2 separate regions of the Gossypium raimondii genome follow, and region 2 is linked to region 1. A link is a contact called in public Hi-C data. All regions are on one chromosome and are shown on one strand. Each heading gives the region's core, a stretch centred on a gene start, on an enhancer-like site or on the middle of the called end of the contact. The rest is flanking DNA. Distances are from core to core; before and after follow the strand shown. Region 1 has its middle 3.9 kb from the start of LOC128032631. Region 2 has its middle 21 kb from the start of LOC128033614.

What was found. A called contact is a pair of places that touch in the nucleus more often than the background predicts.
Region 2: a contact with region 1 is called in a Hi-C map of leaf, with 2.4 times the contacts expected there. The contact joins two enhancer-like sites. A contact is called at or near these places in 2 of 2 Hi-C or Micro-C datasets (both in leaf).

The regions. Positions count from the first base shown.
Region 1 is chr1:36,357,482-36,364,612 of ASM2569854v1, reverse strand. No RefSeq gene overlaps it. Among protein-coding and RNA genes, the nearest start is that of LOC128032631, 3.9 kb to the right of the region's middle. Within about 2 kb of position 4,477, the one cell type or tissue checked has open chromatin away from gene starts, as enhancers often do. A contact at or near this core is called in leaf, where this site is marked.
Region 2 is chr1:36,618,444-36,625,574 of ASM2569854v1, reverse strand. No RefSeq gene overlaps it. Among protein-coding and RNA genes, the nearest start is that of LOC128033614, 21 kb to the right of the region's middle. Within about 2 kb of position 4,019, the one cell type or tissue checked has open chromatin away from gene starts, as enhancers often do. A contact at or near this core is called in leaf, where this site is marked.

The DNA of each region.
Region 1 (7,131 bases), core at 3,228-5,727:
GGCTCATGTGGATTGAGTTCAGTTCAGGGGGATACATTTCCCTATGGCTGCACGGAGATGAAAATCTCACGAAGACATAAGTACGGATGTATCCCGGAAGCGGTCCACTACCCTGCACGGAGGTGAAAACCTCACGAAGGACTAGTTTCTCGCTCCCAATTAAGGGGGTAAAACGGACCATGTAATGCAAAATGCAAATACAAAGTAACCGACTTGATCCAATCATGCAAACCCTATGATAAAAATCAATGAATGCGAAGAGAAATCATGTTTTTTTTTAAAAAAAAACTTTTAATTTTCGAAAAAAAGAAAAAACATAACCAATTCATGGCTCGACTCTCTAAAAGTCCCCAGCGGAGTCGCCAAGCTGTCGAAACCGTTTTTTTGAAAACAAAAATTTTAGTTGTCGACTTTTAAAAATAAAACTGGAGTCGCCACCGATCCTTTATTAAGGTGTGATCGGCTCACCTTAAAATGATTTTGGTCTACGAAATTTGAAAAAATGAGTCCGGGAGTCAGTTACGCACGAGGAAGGATTAGCACCCTTGCAACGCCCAAAATCGGTACCAAATTGATTCTTTAATGCCTTGATGTCGAAAATTTGAAAAGATTTTAAAAGGAAACTTTTTATTTCATGAATGAATCAAAATAGTAAGACATTCTTATTTCAAAGAAATAAAACACCACACCCAGTGAGTTAGGGCACAATGTTTTTAAATCTTCAAAATACCCGAATATTGCCTTTTGCTTTTGAAAATTCTTATTTCAAGAAGAAAATGTCATGACCAGTAAGTTAGGACCCAACATTTTTGAATTCCCGAGAATAAGCTCTTATTTAAAATTTGCGAATTTATTGCAAAACGAATACTTGGCTTTCTAAATTCATCAAAAAATAATCGCAATCTAGTAAGTTAGGACACGATCTTTCTCAAGAATCACGAATGCCAAATATCTCGAAAATTTATGAAATATCATGATTTTAATATTTTAATGAAACCAAAATATATTTCCCAAAAGGTAAGTTAAAAGTTAATGTATAATATGAAACAAAAACCTAGATTTAAAGCACATATGAATATACATTTACAAAATATACACATGAGTAAAATATACAAGTAAATTTGCAAACATGTGTGCATGTATTTTTCAAAAAAACATATAAGTATACATGTGAGAGAAAAGGAATGAAATATATAAACAAAAACCTTGTAATAATTTATAAAAAAGTATGTACTTATGTACATGAAAATTATGAAAATAAGATTTTTAAAAATATGTGTATATGTATATATATTTACAAAAAAATGTATAAGTATATATATAAAATATAAAGTATATAAAAGTTAAAAAATATAAAAAACGTATGGATAAAAGATATGCATATGTACATATAAAATAGAAATATACGAATATATACGTATTTAGAAAAAAGATAATTTGAAAACAAAAGTATGTATATATAAAGAACGTTTGTATGTACAAAATATATATATTTAAAATCTTTTAAAATATATGTATGTATATTATCTAAAACATGCGTGTATATGTAGTAATAATAATAATAATAATAATAATAATAATAATAATAGTAATGATAATAATAAAATCATAGCACAACATAATAAAATAAAAAAAGGATAAATTGAACTAAAAAGGGGAAAAAAAACTAAATTCGAAGAAAATCTGAAAATAGGACCACATTGAATGCGCCCGCAAGAGTGGAGGACCAAAAGGGAAATTATTCCTCCTCCAAAAAACTTGTGACGATGGGCTAAATTGAAAAACAAATAAAAATTACGGCTCAATTTAAAAAGAAACAAAGCAGGTTTAATTGCAACGCGCCACGAACAGGAGGGACTCAATGCACAATTTACCCATTAAAGCCAAACGCGCGGATCCTCCCCTTCGGGTCGGGTCACCGCGCGGGTCAAGGCTTGGATAAAACGGCGTCGTTTTGAGGTTTCAATAAAACCCAACTTTTCCTTTTAAAAATTTCATAACCTATTTTAAAACAAAAAGAATGCTGCACCCCTCCTCCCTTTTTGTTCTCTGCTAGGGTTTTATACCCAAGCTCCGATCACGATGGAGGTGGCGCCGATCGACGCTTTCGGCCAGAGAGAGGTAAGCTTCCCTTCTTCTTTTCTTTGTTACCTCTCAAAAGAAAAACAGAAAATACAATCTATGACTTAATTTTAAATCGGTTCGCTGCCTTATGCATTAAAATGATTTTTTTATTTTAAAAATGCAAGTAAAATAAATGTAATAATATTTCTAAAAATGCTATTTAAAAATACTAATTCAATTGAAATGAAACAACAATTAAATACATGGACTAAATTCAAACAAGGATAAAAAAAATTACCAACGGCCCGAAATTATGGGCTTGAAGAATGGACTTTTTTCTTTTTTTTCCTCCTTTTTTTTTTTCGGGTGGGTCATTCTTTGTCTGCTTTGGCACCTTCTTCTTTGAACAGGCTTAGAGGCCTACTAGCTACTGGAGCAGGCTTGGTGTTTGGTTGGCTGCTAGTTTGCACTGGTCTGCTAGGCCTATTAGATTTGGCTTGCTGCTGTTTTTTTTCTTTTTCTTCTATTTGTTTCTATTTTTTCTCTTTTCTCTTTCCTTTTTTTTCTATTTTTCTTTTTCTTTCCTTTTTCTTTTTTTCCTTTTTCCTTTTTTCTTTCTTTTTTCTCTTTTTCTCTTTTTTCTTTCCTTTTTCTTCTTTCTTTCTTCTCTTCTTCTTCCTTTAGCCCTCAGCCATTTCTTCTCTCCCTCATCTCTCTGCATTGTTGATTTCTTCACCCGGTGGTGCGGCAGTCACGGCGTTCTTTTCTCTCTCTTCCTCTCCTCTTCCTTTTTTTCTCTCCTCTCTTTTCTTTCTCTCGTTTCCTTTTTTCTTTTTTTTCTTTCCTTCTCCTCTCCTCTTTCTCTTCTATTTCGACAACACTACAGTTGAAGGCGTCACAACCCGCTCCTCCGCCTTCAATGGTCGTAGTGGCTTTGGAAGTTTTGGTTTTTATTTTATTTTTTTTTGCTCTTCTTTTTTGCTTACTATTTTTTTCTTTGTTTTTGTTTTTTGATTGGCTTTTTGTGTCTAGGTTTTGGCGGTGGAGTGACGATGTTGGTGGCATGACGGTGGCGATGGCTTTTGGCTGCTGTTGTTTTGATTTTTTTTTTGCTTCTGCTTTTTCTTTCTTGGTAGCTATCCGAATCCCTCTTCTCTTTCAGTTTTTTTCTTTTTAATCTTGCTTATTTTGTCTTCTTTCTCTTTGTCTTCAGGTGACAGTGGAGGGCATCATGAACCTAGGGAGGCTGCCGGAGTAGCTGGAGGTGGCAATGCACGCCTGGGTGCCGATTGAGTGATTTGACATGTCCAGAAAGACTAAACTGTAGAGAACGCAAAACTTCTGGGGCAAAAACACAATTTTAGAAAATATATGAGGCCAAAATGCAATTTATAAAAAGTTTAGGGGCTCAAATATAATTATGAAAAATTTAGAGGCTAAAATATAATTTTTTTAAAAAGTTTTATTTTCTAATTTTTTATTATTATCATTATTCTGTTATTATTATTAAAATTAGAAAAGCATAAAAACAAAACAAAATAAAAAAAACAATTAGGGGCAAAAGCCCAAACAAGCCCAAAGCCCAATTATCCAAACATAATAGGTCCAAATTGGACAAACCCAATCTCGTGATTACAACACGAAAACCTTAACGGGACAAAATTTTACACTTATCATAGGGGTGGCCAAGCTTCATGGACGCCATTTTCAACTTACTCGCATTACTCTCTCTGTTGGGCCCATCAATGATATTATTAATCTTCGCAGTCAACATGCCTACTTGATTTTTCATTCTTTTGTAGCGTCTATGCTGCCACTGACCAAGCTTCAGGCCCAGTTTCTCGAGCTTCTCAAGGGTATCCATGTTAATCCAGCTCCAAGCATTCTTGATAATATTTTTGGCTTCCTCCTCCTTCTCCCAACACACATTGTTTTTAAAGAATAGTCTAGGATCCCTGAAGTTTTCATTCAGTTTATGACCCACCGTGTCCAAAACAATGGCATCGTGATCCGATTTTGACTGTCTCACCACCCTAGATTTAAGAAACGAGAAATTTTCAAAATCATTCGCAGAGATAAGAAACCTATCTAGCCTTTCTTTGACCATAGCGTTCCCCTCTCGATTGTTCACCCACGTAAACCATCCCTTGTCCGTTTTAATATCAACCATAGAGAGCTCCTCCATAACTTCACGGAACTCCTCCATAGAAGCCCTAGATTTTCTACGGCCCCCTTCCTTTTCAGCTTCATTGATAATAGCATTAAAATCGCCACCCACGATCCAAGCTTCCCTGACCGATCTCCCAACTCTTTTAAGAATGTCCCACGAACAATTTCTTTGGTTAGGGTCAGCATGTCCGTAGAAGCCAGTGAATCTAATTTTGTTGTGATTCTCCAAATGAACCAGCGAGTCAATGTGGTGACAAGACTAGTTTTGAATTTCAACATTGACTCCCTCTTTCCAGAGCATTGCTAAGCCTCCACTTCTACCTGTCGAATTCACTGCCAAACACCCATACATCCTGCATAGGTTACGAACACGAGAGAAATTATTAGACTGCAATTTTGTTTCGCACAAGAAAACCACGTCAGGATTAGTAGCAATAAGATGTTGCTTAAGTTCTCGAACTGTTCCAACATAGGAGCTTCATTGCTCTTGGCGGGGCTAGTCACCAGCCACCGCCTTGCAAGGTGAAAGATTGTCCGCAAGCTTTCTACGCACTAGTCTGGCAAGACTTTCTGCAATGTTCTCTCCATTTCCTACTCTTATTCTTTTTCTTTTACATCGCGCTCTTCCTCGTCCATCACGTGCAAGTTTTGTTGGTCGTTTATCCATAGTAGAGCCAGACTCGGATTCCTCCTCTCCTGTTCTAACCTTTTCTTTTTCTTTAAGTCTCGTAGGATCATTTTCATCTCCATTTCTTTCCTTAACGTCATTTGTCTCTGTGCTATGATTTGTCTTGCTTTCTAATATTTCAATACCATTCCTCCAGTTGCCTATACCCTGGGCTGTTCCTCCTGGCTGCACTCTAAGCCAATTTCCATATTGGAAGCTAATGTTACCCGATCCAACATGTTCTTCGGTTTTGTTGCACTTTTGTGTTGTATGTCCAATGATCCACAGATATAGCAAAAAGCAGGTAGCCGCTCGTACTTAATGATGCAAACGATTTCAGTTTCCTCTCGTCCAACAAGATGAACCACCCTTCGAACGGGTTTCAACACATCTATTTTGACCCTAACTATAATATATTTTGCCCACCCCCCATCTCTATCCCGCCAATCCATCGCCAACACCACACCTATCGCTTCTCCCACGTCGATAGCCATCTGTCTATCCATTTGCTCAACGGGTATGTTATAGATCCTTACCCAAAAAGGCGTGATATTGAAGCATATTCTTCCAAACCTTGTTCCTTAACAAAAGGTAATATAGCAAATAGGCACTGATAGAAGAGCCAAGGAGAAAGATTGAGGATTCTCGCCCTGTCATCAATAGCACCAAAATTGACCAATATAATACCCTCGGGTAATGCCACAAAGCTAACCTCTTCCTTTGTAAACCATAAAGACTTAAAGACCCGGTACATAGCTTCTCTATTGATTTTTTCTTTAGACATTATCTTCCCTACTGCCCATACCTCATAACCCTTAGGGTTTGTTGAATACTTATTAGTGCTAATCACCCTTTTTGACTCTTCTTCTGAGAAATTTAACCTTTCCAGCAGCACATTAATGTCCTTCTCCATAATTGAGAACGACGGTGAAGGTGTCCGAGAGGAAAAACCTTCCACCCAAGCCAAGCAGAGCTTAAAGACTTTGCTTCGAGAACACCCAAGACAACTGCAATACCACAAAAAAGAGCAGCAAGAACGCACCAAGGAAAAAAAAAAAAAACAGAAAGGAATAGACAAGGCTAATAAACTTCAACGAGACTAACTCAAAAAAGAGCATACTTAACAGGGGGAGCTAAGGAGCGAGGCAGTTAACCATCAATCGAGAAAGCAATACCCTACCGAACAGCCAACATAAAAGGAAAAAATCAAGATAAAAATTAAAGCAGAAGAGAAAGCAAAACGTAATAAATGCCAAAGTATGGAAACCACGGGAAAAAGACTTGCATGCAGAAAACATGTAGAAAAATCAAAGAAAACGTACCTGGCTTCACAAAACCCACATAAACGAGGACCATGCACAAAAAATTAAAAGTCATGAAGGAAACGTAAAAAGAAAAAAGAACCATGCAAGAAAACGTAAAAAGTAATCAGGAACAATTATGGCAAAAGCGGCAATAGCACCGATTGAGAAGACCCCCTATCCCATCAAAACGTTCCCAGAATTAGGCTTGGGTTCAGCAGCACCAACTACGTAGACCGCCACCGTACAAACCTTGGAAAGCACGCAAAAGAACAACAATAGAAACCCCAACACAGAGCAGGGACGTAAAAAGGCACAACACCACCGTCCAATTATTCTTAACAAGAAGAATAAAGATGGACACCTAAAACCAAACAAAACAAGAAGACAATTTGCCGAAATCTTGGAGCGTTTTTTCTACTAGAACAACCTCTGGCTTCGGTTCATTTTCAACTTTTAAGGTCTTTCTTGAAGATCCTCAGTATTCTCCGTATGCATCTCTTGAGTTAAGATCTCTGGCCTACTAAGCACTTTACCCGGGCGGAGTGCTATTGTTTTTAAGTGCTCTTTCCCTTCTCTAATATGATTATTTTCGGTATTGCTGGGAATGCCTTTGTCAATTTGTCTTTTTACAGCCCCATCATGCTCATCAATTGACTCATCTGATCTTCCAGTTTAGTCAATGTTCTTGTTGAATTGGTACACTCAGACTGCATCTATTTTACATTTGTTCTCATTGACTACATCTCTCCCTCAATTTTATCCAGACGTTGACCACATATAGTATGGTCATTCCAGTTGGCCTTTTCTTAAGGTTTCTGTAAATAAAGAGGTTGATAGTTAGAATTTTTAACTTGGTTCAGGCTATTACCTACTTTTTGATTTCCTCCCCATCTTAAGTTCGGGTGATCTTTCCATCCGAGATTGTAT
Region 2 (7,131 bases), core at 2,770-5,269, 260 kb before region 1:
AAATTGGAAATCCACCGTCGGTAGCAATGGCTAATCATCTCATCGCATGTGCTCTCTGAAGAGGTAAACGATTGACCATGAAATGTGTTCAATTCTCATAGGCATTGACTGAACCCTTGACCAAGTTGGTCATGGTTTTATCCCCTTTTTTTGCCACAAGTGTTACCTAAACTATTCTTACTTTAACCGTTTTACACCAAAATGTTAAATCTAATAAGAAAAAATTCCAACCAACAATAGACCGTGACTAACATATAAAATTTAAAATCTCTCTCTCTCTCTCTCTCTCTCCTCCGTCCCTCCCTCCCTCTCTCCCTCTCCCCCCTCTCCCTCCGTCCCTCCCTCCCTCTCTCCCTCTCCCCCCTCTCTCTCTCTCTATTTTTTTTAAATATGTCATAAATCACCATATTCTTTAATAATTTGAAGTTTAATCTCTTTACTTTTCATATTTAAAAAATACAGGTCTAATTGTTAACATTACTAAAATTTATTTTTTAATTTGTTTATTTGACATTTTGAAATAAAACAATACTCACATAGTAGTGTGTAACTAAAGATTGGTATTGTCTTGAATCGATTTAATAAAATAAATTTAATAGTGATAACATTGGATCTAAATTTTGAAATATGAAAAGTATATTGACTAAATTCCTTAAAAATAAAAGTAAATTGACTAAATTCTAAATTTATGAATAGTACAGGGACTTATGACATATTTTACCCTTTTTTTTCTAGTTTTCCTTTTTATTCTTTCTTTTTCCTTTATAATGTTTACCAATGCCAGCAATGCTTGAAATTCGCCTTCCAAAGGCAAAGACATTGAAAATTAATCCTGATTTTTAAACTTCACCTCTTGCTTGCTCAACCTAACAGGTTCAAAAAAGTTCTTTCATCGATTAAAACCAATGTTTTCAAAATTGGGCCAGACTGGCCTATCAAATTGGTTGGTTTAGGATGCCGTGGTACTGGTCCGAAGATGGGGTTGAACTGATTGATCCATGAACTGATATAAACTAGTTGAATCAAGCTAAAGAAAGCAGTTGAACCAAATTTCTCTAGTTTTTTTTTAAAATTTTATGGGTTTTTATAATTTATTTGATCGAACCAAACAAACTAATCAAACTGAGAACTAGTGGACTAACCGATTGAACCAAATAACACTTTTTGCCTTTTTCTCACATGACAATTTCTAATTGGTTATCCTTTTTTAATAGACTTAGCGGTTTGTCTAACAGTTAAACTAGCAGAGATACCAACTTGGGGAAAAAAGTATTTTAGGTACTAGTTGTGAGAATAAATGTTTACGTACCAAAATGAGAAAAAAAATGCATAATTTAAGTATCAATTTGTAGGTTAAACCTTTTTCTTAAAATAGATTTAATGGTTTGACTAATGGTTAGATAACGGATGTATCAATTTGGGAGAAAGTAGTTTACCTTTTTATTACAATTCTCTAATATCATAACCTTTTTTTGTTATTACTCTAGATTGTCATATTTGTATATTATGGTTCCTAAGTAGATTATCTTGAATTGCGCATACATTGGATTGGACCAAACTAAGTTAAAAAAAAAGCTAGACTATTTCAAAAACAAGAACTAGTCAATGATAACCCTTCGTAGATTCGCCTATATCAGCCGCAGCTAAAGTTGCAAAAATAAGAGCTTGAATCCCATCCAACGAACATGACATGTATAGGGATGACTAAAGATACCATTTGTGACAAAAAAAGTTGAAGTATCAAGATACAAAAAAAATATAGTTTAGATACCAATGTGTGAGTTAAGCCTTTGAAAAATTATGATTAGTGTATCAATATTATAATAATGTATTTGACTAAATGAGTATCACCCATTAACTAAGTCTTAACTTAATTGTAAAATTACCAAAAATCTATTTCTTTTACAAATTAAAACAAATATTATTTTAATAGAATTAAAAAATACATAAAGATGATAAGAATCATGAAACCATCTTTATTATTTTAATTTTACCATTTTAATAAAAACAACATTTAAATTTTATATCAAATTTTATAAATTTTTACATAAACTTTTTTTTGCTCACATCGAGAATGTGTAAATTATAATGTTATTTTATTTTTAAAGAAATAAAAGTAAAGTTTAACTTAAAATCACATATAATCAAACACAACCGAATATAATTTTATCCGTTCATATCAATCCGGTTCATCGATATTTTATAATTTAAATTTGAATATTAAAATTTTATAATTCATAAATGAAAATTTTAACTTATTCTTATGTGTACTAAAATAAAACTGAATTTTAAAAAAAAATTGAATAAAAACAAACACTAAATTTCAAATTGACATTTAACTTTCTCGTTGTTTTTTCCTGAATCCCAGATAAATCAGTAACCATTCAAATCAAAACCATATCCTTAACACTAGTAGTCAGTAGGGACGGCAACAGGGGAGGGGACAGCCATGATGATAACCTGTAGCAGTAATTCACAGAGAATTTTCCAGTAAATCAATGATTGGTAAACTTGGGGGGTTTTTTTTTTAAGTTCTGGATGATCATTGTCCATTTCACCCATTACAAAAAAGTGTAAAATATTTTCAATGTTGAACTCCACTTTTACCTATCCAATTTCCAAGCAATGTGGGACAAATCTTTCCCATCTTTCAAACTCTGAACATCCACTCAAAAGTTTTCTTGCAAGGTAAAGGCACTTTGGGAAAAGCCACACCCCTAAAAGCTTAACGTACAATTATATTAATAATAATAGAAAAAGTTTAATTGTATTATTCGTTTCCAACAATTTTAAAAAATCAATTAAGTTTTTGTTTTTAATTTTTTTTTGTCAATTGAATCCTGAATAAACCAAATTGATCAAATCTATTTTTAACTAACGTTGACCGCTACAGTATTGACGTGATCGGTTATAGCACTGACGTGGTACTCCATTTAATAATATATTTGATTGAGTTTGCATGCATGTACGATTAAATGTATGAATATATTAATCATACATAGAGTGTCATATCAACGTCATTAACGGCCATGTCAGTCAAAGAGCTTATTATACTTGGCCAATTTTGTTAGTTTAGGGGATCAATTAGATGTAAAGAGTTCAGGGGTGAAACTAGAAATATTTTTTAGGAGGGCCGAAATAAAATTTTAATTTTTAATAGTCTATACCTTTATAATTTTTAAAGAATTAAATTAAATTTTCATAATTTTAAGGGGGACAAAGTGTAATTTTATCTTTATTAATTTAAAATTTTAAAATTTTTTAAAAAGTCAAAATAATAATTTTCCATTTTAGGGAGGGTCAGGGCCCCTGCTAGCCCCCTGGATTCACCTCTGAAAGTGTTTAATTAATTTTTTGAAAAAATTGTAGAGCCAACAATACCATTAAGCCATAAAAAAAAAGCCATCCAATTTCTAATTTAAATAGAATTCTACCAAGTTTTGGATTCAAATCCTTCAATATACATTACTTTTAAACAGTCATGTAAATACGTCCCTAAACTTTATACCTTTAAGTTGAAATCTATCCTTAAAATTAAATTGAATATTATGAAATAAGGGATTTTTTTCCCAAAATTTGACCAAGAAAAAATTTGTCCCGAAATTTGATTTGATACCAAACTTCCTTCTCAACCAATTGTCCCTACCTTAGTTGGAATTCTTATCCTTACATTGATTCCCCCCCCCCCCCCCCTCTCTCACACTCCCAACTGGCAATAATTCTAACACTGGTGTTATTAGCTTTTTCTTCTTTAGCTTCAATATGTTGCAGTAATGTACATATGTATGCCTCTAATAAAACACCGCAATCCACATGATGAGGGTATGGGCATACACAGGAAAGTGGAACTCTTCGACGAGTTTGAGCCACGTGTGCTTGCATGCAATGCACATTAAGTACGTCGATGATGATGGATGATGGATGATGGATGATGGATGATGATGATGGGGTTCTTTTTTAACCACGAAATACCGAGCTGTCCATTTCACTTTAGTGTTTAGATTTCGATGTTCGGTCCATGCTGCCTATGTTTGCACGTACTGTATTGATTGACCCTCGAATCACATGGTACGTCCGATCATTATCATGTGGTCATTGTCTTTTTCTGTTTGGATTGAACTTTATTTGTTGACGTTACCATCTTTGATCTAATCATATTTCATTGTATGTAGTCTGAAGAGTTATATAAAAATAAAACCATATCCCCTAGCCCCTGTTTTTATACATATAATTTTATATGCTTTTGGTATTTAACGAACTTGAAATGAAAACGCAAGTTCCAATTTTAGTGCCAAATATGAGTCACTCTTTTTCTTTAATTTGACCTAAATTTGGATATGGGGAATAAATGTATAAAAATTATTTTAGAACTCAACATTTTCCTTATTTTGGTATTTATTTTTTATGGGTCATTTTGATCGTCAACCTTTAAAATTTAATTAAATCACTTGCTTTTAATCAAAAATTGACCGGATAGTTAAAATATTAATGGCATTGATGTGGAAGTTCACGTGGCATTTTATGTATATTTTACTATTAACATAGATAAATTTTAAATTTTTTTGAAATTTGTTGATTTTTAAATAGTTTTAAATTTCTTTTTGAATTTTTATGAAATATGCATGGATTATCACCCTAGTAGCCATATTAATGATGCTAAAATTTTAACAATTCAGTCACATTTTCCGCCCAAAAACAAATAATTTGACTAAATTTGAAAGTTTAAACGCCAAAATGACCCCCAAAAATAAGGATCAAAATGACAAAACAAAAAAATATTAGGGGTTAAATTTATCTTTATCTTATAAATAATGATGATGATGATGATGATGATGATGATGATGATGATGATGATGATGATGGGGACTATGAAGTGATGAGAGTGCACCAAGAGAAAAGGTCGACAGCTGGATTTTGTAATTCATTTGTGTGAACATACAGATTATATTAAAAAGCAGCAAAAAAAAGAACATATATTATATATGACAGAGATTTACTTGTGGTACAATTATTCTTTTTATAATTTTATATATGATTAATATTTTAATTATTATAATTAATTAATATTTTATTCAATTTTGAATATAATAAAATATTAATTATTTGTTTTATGTAAAAAGATTCATTCGTTACATATATATTAATAAAAATAATATTTTATCAATATTAAAGATTAGATCGATTTGAAAAGTATATATACAATATGTACCGTTATATTGTTAAATTCAATAACTGAAGTATTAAAGTACAAAATATTATAGAAGTATAAGTGGATTCCTTCCCATTATGATTTCATACATATAATTTAATTTATGTAAATACAATGTAAGACAAATAATTAAATATATCAAAATGTTAAACAAAAATATAATTTATGCATTAAATATTTGATGTATTTTTAAAATATCCATAAACCTTTCAAATCTAAAATGGAGAATATTCAAACCTCTTCTAAATTATTGTAATAACAAAGGAATATCTCACATGATAAATATGTTAGTTTAAAACTATTAATTATATTTATTGTACAGCAAAAGGAAAAATTGGTCCATAACATGTGAATCTAGAAACCATATGCTTAAGGTTGGAATAATATCAATCAAGATGGTTGGCCATTGGAAGCAAACAAAGGAGATAGAGACATCAAGGGGTTGAATGATATGAAAGAAAATGGAAAAGTTCCTTTCCTTTTATATATGTGCTTGGAATTAAATCAAATTAATGTGGCTCACCAAATTTTTGTCTGAGATATATGGATACTTGTACAAGTTGCCTATTATAGTGATCGGCTTCTGCCTTGTTTGGTTTCGAAAATAGGAGATCCTTTTTAATTTTTTGATTAAAATATATAGATTAAGTTATAGCTAAGTGTTTAGACATCATCTCTAAAAGGCAGAGTTCAAATATGTAATAATCTAATTTGAAATAAATTTTGAATTGGACTATTTGTTGTAGTATTGTTTCGTAAGTAGGAGTGAAGTTAAAAATGTTGGCCAACTATTTGAAATATTTATGTAAAGTATGTGTTTAAAGTAGGTTCAAACAATAATTTTTCTAATTCAGAATAAGAGCTCTTTTGTATTAGATACTACAATTATTTAACTTTATTCTTTTCACCAAATTAAGATTTACATATTATCATTGTTGAACTTTATTTTTGTATCAAATTAAATTTAAAATGTTTTCAAATTTATCATAAAAATTACAAATTCTAGGATTATTAATTATAAAATTAAAAAAAACAAAAAGTTGAAATTGTTATAAAATAAAGAGAGATGGAGAGAATAAAGAACAAAAAAATATGAAAGCAACAGAGGATGTAATTTATTTATCAAAAGGGATCATTTACAATGTTTCATCAAAGTATCTATTTATAACCATAAGAAGTATAAAAGAAGTAGAGATCTAATTCTAATAACTATTAGAATTTAAAGTACATCAAAACTTTATCTTGGTCATGATGGACATCCACTTAATAAGATATTCATAACACTCCCCCTTGGATGTCCATTGGTAGATAATGTGCCTCGTTAAAACCTTATTAGGAAAAACCCTGTCGGATAAAAATCTAATGAAGGAAAAAGAGTACACAATTATAACACTCATAATATGCTGCCTCATTAAAAACCTTACCAGGAAAACTTAATGGGACAAAACCTCGTTTAAGGGAAAAAGAGTACAACGCATATTTATTCCCCCTCATGAAAACATAACATACTTTCTCATATTCTACGTATTCAATCTTGAATACTAGTTTTTCAAATGAAAATTTGAATGTATTGCTAAGCATTTATCACCATTCTTTTGAAAATCATGAGTGAGGGAAAATTTTAGGGAAACATATTTTGATCTCTTCAGGAGTTTCAACAATAATCATAGCAAACTTTAATCATGATCCTTCTATAAAAATACAAATAGGTATTTTGGATCATTTTATAATCTTCTTTCAACTACTATTGACTAAGTCAAATTTACCACATATGTTCAATTATTTCAATTCATATAAATGAATAATTTCTGCAATTTCAATATGCTTCTAGCATTCTAAATCCTTCAAGGATTTTAATATAAACTTTACTATATAGTGATTTATAAAGGTTGTAACAACAACCATTAGACATAAGTTAAATC